Linked DNA regions of Mus musculus: region 1 is linked to region 2. The links are chromatin contacts, called in public Hi-C maps. All regions are on one chromosome and are shown on one strand. Each heading gives the region's core, a stretch centred on a gene start, on an enhancer-like site or on the middle of the called end of the contact. The rest is flanking DNA. Distances are from core to core; before and after follow the strand shown.

Region 1 (2,710 bases), core at 190-2,689, 130 kb after region 2:
TGAATCCCACATTGATATTCTCTGAGTCTCTAAGGGAATCCAGTGAGGACAGTGTCCAGGGTCACCTAGCTTGCGTTTCTAGTGTAGACCGGTTGTTCTTGAGTGTCAGTTTCTCTTCAGTGCTAAAAGTGAAGAATTTAACTCCATTACTCTGCTGCTCTGTTTGACAGATGCCGGTTTAGGAGTTGGGGGTATCTGTGGTTGTGGGTGGCACAGGCTGCTCGGGAAGGGGAAGGGCAGGCCTTCGCCTTTCTTACCCATTATCGCATCTCCAATGCCATGAAGAATGGCTGATCCCTGGCAGGTGTTATTTCTTAAAATGACCTGAGCTCAGAGAAAGAAAATGGTCTCACATTAACATTTGAGTTACGAGGCTTTAGGAAAAGGCTCATAGAGAAGAAATGCATTATCTTAAAATTAGGCTCCCTGCAACCCCTGCAGTACTATGTATAGGCAATAAAAATAAAACGTGTTTATAGCTCTTTCAATAGCTTACTCTGGACTAAAGCTGCATGCACTTTCGCTGGGAGACGGGCTGTGTCACCCTGGGAGGGAAGAATAACATTGATGTGTGGACTGTTTTCCCTGGTAATGCCGAGGAGGACCCACAACCAATAAAAGAGCTTTGGAGACAGCTGCCGGGGAGATGTATAGCCCCTGATCTCCCTGGGATTCCATATTTGAAAAACAAAACAAAAACAAGAACAAACAAACAAAAAAAAACCCTTGGCCAACGAAAACATGAAAACGCCCAGCCTCTCTCAGGGGACGCTGCTGTGAAGCTCTAATGAGCTCCCTAGGTGAACCGGGCTTGCGATTTATTTATTTATTTATTTATTTTAATAAGGACCTGTTTGACTTTCGCAGATATCTGGTTAGACCTTGATTGACTGTCAAGCTTTTTAAGGAGCATTGATTTTTTTTTTTTTTAAACCGCTGCTACATTGGGATGATGAGGTCATTGTGTTTTGCCATGTTATTGAAATTCTCATTAGAGAAGCTTGGAGGTTGTAATAAGTCCGTCTAGGCCCTTACTCTCTGTTTGTGCTAAGATCGAAAGGCTGGAAACACTGAACTATGTTGAGATGACAAAGGCAAAATGTACAAGAAACCAAAGGAGTTCAAGCAGCAGCAACACAAAACCCACAAACCATACAACAACAACAACAACAACAACAACACAAACAAAAACCAAAACCTCTTTTCTTCTCTAATGGTTAGGGGAAATTTTAGAATTTTCAGGATTTTAGAAAATGGTAGCTACTGATCAGAGCTTATCATGTCTTCTAAGTAGCAGCTTCCACTGCTGAGCCGAGTCTCATGGAGACCAGGATCTGTTACAGGTCTTATCCCAAGTGCACTTTCCTTGTGCTCACTATACCTCTGCAAGGTCAGCACCCTTATCCTTCTTTTATGAGTGAGCAAACTGACTCTCACAGAGGTAGGCTCACCTGTTTGAGCCTGTTTAAGGGGCCAGTGGATGTGGTAGGTTTCAACCAGGCTATGTCTGATTCTAGAGTCCACAGTTGAAATTGGTAATTGTATACGGTGGCTGTGTGAGCCAACTAAAGTCCCCACTGTGGAAGGCCACAGCATACATGATAAACCACCTCTCTCCAGAACAGAGTCCTAGAGAAAATGGCAAACAACTCAGAGCCTTTGGATATATCATCTTGACCTTCCTCATCTGCAGAAAACAACCACCCGAGTCCCCCTTCCACTTGAGTGAGGCTGTCTGTGCCCAGGGAAGGGCTGGAGAGGTCTGTGCACAGGGCTGGATTCCTCCAGCTACCATCGATTGATCAGCAGTGGCCAGAAGCTTTAATCCTGTTAGAGTCTGCAAAGCCGGTTTTCCATCTCTGGCGCCTGACTCAGGTTTCAGAGCAAGGGGAAAATGTATGACATCATCCCTGCTCGCATCTGTGCTGGGTGGCTAATGAAATTACGCGATGGGTTTGAAGACTATTAAAGTCAATGTTGATTCTTCTTATTATTAAGAGTACTTTCAAATTTACTGCACCACGAGGCAGTTTTGAAAGCATCATTTTTCATAGGTGTGTTCATTGCTCTGGATTTTAGTGCCCATCTCCGTGGGATATTGGGAATGAGGGCAGCACAGAGAATCAATTCTGAAATCTGCAGGATGAAAGTGCCTATAGTTTATCTGCTGGAGGGAGGAAAAGATTCTAGGATTTCTCCATAATGAGGCATTATGATGGCCCTGCATTAAAAAAAAAAAGAAGCCACAAAATGTGTTTGCCAAAGAAATGTGAACTACCATTGTTGCCCTGAACAACAGTTAATAGTGTGCAAATTAAGTAGTGCACAAAAGAGAGATGAGTTCAGGCACTGAGCAGACACACTGAGCTGGCCTTAGGGTAGCTTTCCACTGGGGAAGGACCATGCTTACCTTGTTCATCAGCTATCGTCCAGGCCCAGGTTAATGGGAAATGCTCAGAAAACATTCTTTTAAATACACACACACACACACACACACACACACACACACACACACACGGTGTTAAGTTTGTGTCTTATTTGCACAACTCACTAGATTTGTATACATACAAACAGCAATATACACACAGTGAGTTGTCATCCAAATAAAGATGGATACCACTTCTCACACTCTTTTTTTTTCTTTTTCATTTATTATTATTATTCTTTAAAATTTTTTTATGTATTCACTTTACATTCCACTCACTGCCCC
Region 2 (2,962 bases), core at 172-2,671:
CCTTAATTTTTCGTGTTTTGAGTCTGTCTAATACTCTGCTGTTTTAGACAATATTTTAAAGGACATACTGTCCACAATTTTGTTTGTTGGGGAGAATTCTCATGCCAGCGTTCCAGAGGCTCTCTGATTATTGCTGGACAGGGAGCAGAAACGAAGCAAAGGGAAGGGCTGTGTGGACCATGCTGGGGACCAGGCATAGCACAAGGCTTGAGCAGATGCTGTCAGCCTTACGGAGTGTTAAGTAAGCATGAGTTCTTGTGAGATGGGTGAACAAATAGATCTGGAGACGCTAAGGAAAACAATTTAGTACTTCAAAAAGAAGGCTTTTGGGGATCCCTCGAATCCTGGATCTGTATTTCACAGCAACGTTTTTTTCCCTTTCAGCCACAGTGATCACTAAAACAGAGACCTGTGACTCACAGGCCCAGGTATTTTAATACTCGGATTCCATTTGGTGGCATTGCTTGGCGAGGTTACTGAGCCCTTAAGAGGCGGAGCCTTACTGGAGGATGTATAGCAACCACCACGGGGTAGAGTGGGGCAGGGGAGGGCTCTGAGAGTTTATAGCGTCACCCATTCCCAGTTTGCTGTTTCTGCTTCCTGCCACCATTTTCTATTGTTGCCCTGTCTCCCTACCGTACCACCCAAATGGACTCTCCTCTGCAAAACTGTAAGCCAACATAAACTGTTTCTTCTATAAACAAACAAGCAAAGATATAAAAACTAAAAAATGCTACAAAAAAAGAGGACCAAAGTAGATGAATGGCACATTAACTCTTCTTTCCCAGTAGTTGGGATGGGACCCAACCTTTCATGTGCATGTTAGACATCTCCTCGACCACTGAGCCACATCCCAGTCCTGAATCCCTTCATAATACATTATGCCCTTTCTTGTTTTCTATCAACTAATTAAGGAACTATTTAATTAATTAACTTTACATCTCAGCCACAGCTTCCCCTCCGTCCTCTCCTCTCAGTCCCTTCCTCTCCCCTCCCCCTCTTTCCACGCATACTCTCTAACCAGAGAGCATGGTTCAGTCTCAGTGAACCCTTATGGGCCCAGGTTAGTTGATTCTTAGGTTTTCTTGTGTTGACCTTGACCTCTCTGGCTCCTCCAACCCTTCCAACCCTTCTTCTGCAGGATTCTCCAAGCTCCACTTAAGGTTTGGCTGTGCTTCTCTGCATCTGTTTCCCCCACATTATGCCCTTTTCATATGTGTGGAATTGTCTTTATCTCTACACTGTGTCAACTCTGGATGAACTCTCTAATTTGTCAGCGTGTACTCTGGTGGTCTTCCTTATCTTCTGGAGGAACAGGCTTGAAGGAAGGAGGCAAATGCTTGAGAAACCGAAACAGACCGGCAGCCAGGGGAGAAGATAAATCACGAAAGCCTTACTCTGCATGAGTCATCATCAGTGTGGCAGAATCTGGTTAGGAAAGCAGAGGGCACAGACGCTGGTGGAAATGAATTTCCGTTATAACTGTGAGCGACATAGACGTTTCAATGCCAGCAAGAGTAGGATTTGACTATCTAGAAAGCTGGGCTTTCCTGTAAGGATTCTAGATGCTTAAAGGATGCCAGGTAGTTGGAACTGTTGCCTTTGCCCTGGGTATAGAAATGAGACCATTAAACGCATGGTGAAGCATGGGATGCTGGTTCCCTTCCCACAGAAGGCAGGCACATGACTGAGCTATGTGGGAAGGGGATGGAAAAGAAGGGAAGGTAAGCAATTGTAAAAATTATGCAATTTTAAGTGACGTGCAGGCATGTCGGGCTCTGGGTTCAGAGTGGACGCTGTGTATGTAGAATCTGAGGGAACTGTTTCCTTTTTTTTTTTTTTTAAATATTTTTATTACATATTTTCCTCAATTACATTTCCAATGCTATCCCAAAAGTCCCCCATACCGTCCCCCCACTTCCCTACCCACCCACTCCCATTTTTTGGCCCTGGCGTTCCCCTGTACTGGGGCATATAAAGTTTGCTTGTTCAATGGGCCTCTCTTTCCAGTGATGGCCGACTAGGCCATCTTTTGATACATATGCAGCTAGAGTCAAGAGCTCAAGGTTACTGGTTAGTTCATAATGTTGTTCCACCTATAGGGTTGCAGATCCCTTTAGCTCCTTGGGTACTTTCTCTAGCTCCTCCATTGGGGGCCCTGTGATCCATCCAATAGCTGACTGTGAGCATCCACTTCTGTGTTTGCTAGGCCCCGGCATAGTCTCACAAGAGACAGCTACATCTGGGTCCTTTCGATAAAATCTTGCTAGTGTATGCAATGGTATCAGCGTTTGGAAGCTGATTATGGGGTGGATCCCTGGATATGGCAGTCTCTAGATGGTCCATCCTTTCATCTCAGCTCCAAACTTTGTCTCTGTAATTCCTTCCATGGGTGTCAACCACTCTGGAAATCAGTCTGGCGGTTCCTCAGAAAATTGGACATAGTACTACCGGAGGATCCAGCAATACCTCTCCTGGGCATATATCCAGAAGATGTCCCAACCGGTAAGAAGGACACATGCTCCACTATGTTCATAGCAGCCTTATTTATTTATTTATTTATTTTCCATTTTTATTAGGTATTTAACTCATTTACATTTCCAATGCTATACCAAAAGTCCCCCATATCCACCCACCCCCACTCCCCTGCCCACCCACTCCCCCTTTTTGGCCCTGGTGTTCCCCTGTACTGGGGCATATAAAGTTTGCAAGTCCAATGGGCCTCTCTTTCCAGTGATGGCCGACTAGGCCATCTTTTGATATATATGCAGCTAGAGTCAAGAGCTCCGGGGTACTGGTGAGTTCATAATGTTGTTCCACCTATGGGGTTGTAGTTCCCTTTAGCTCCTTGGGTACTTTCTCTAGCTCCTCCATTGGGAGCCCTATGATCCATCCATTAGCTGACTGTGAGCATCCACTTCTGTGTTTGCTAGGCCCCAGCATAGTCTCACAAGAGACAGCT

The links. A called contact is a pair of places that touch in the nucleus more often than the background predicts.
Region 1: a contact with region 2 is called in a Hi-C map of the N1E-115 cell line, with 5 times the contacts expected there. The contact joins two enhancer-like sites. A contact is called at or near these places in 2 of 39 promoter capture datasets (hippocampal neurons and liver) and 2 of 484 Hi-C or Micro-C datasets (the N1E-115 cell line and nephron progenitors).

The regions. Positions count from the first base shown.
Region 1 is chr13:101,060,937-101,063,646 of GRCm38.p6, forward strand. The region is part of intron 2 of Gm41042 (a long non-coding RNA gene); the gene reads left to right. Among named protein-coding and RNA genes, the nearest start is that of Gm41042, 65 kb to the left of the region's middle. Within about 2 kb of position 1,440, at least 24 of the 459 cell types and tissues checked have an H3K27ac peak or open chromatin away from gene starts, as enhancers often do. A contact at or near this core is called in the N1E-115 cell line, where this site is marked.
Region 2 is chr13:100,932,095-100,935,056 of GRCm38.p6, forward strand. No RefSeq gene overlaps it. Among named protein-coding and RNA genes, the nearest start is that of Gm41042, 64 kb to the right of the region's middle. Within about 2 kb of position 1,422, at least 5 of the 459 cell types and tissues checked have an H3K27ac peak or open chromatin away from gene starts, as enhancers often do. A contact at or near this core is called in the N1E-115 cell line, where this site is marked.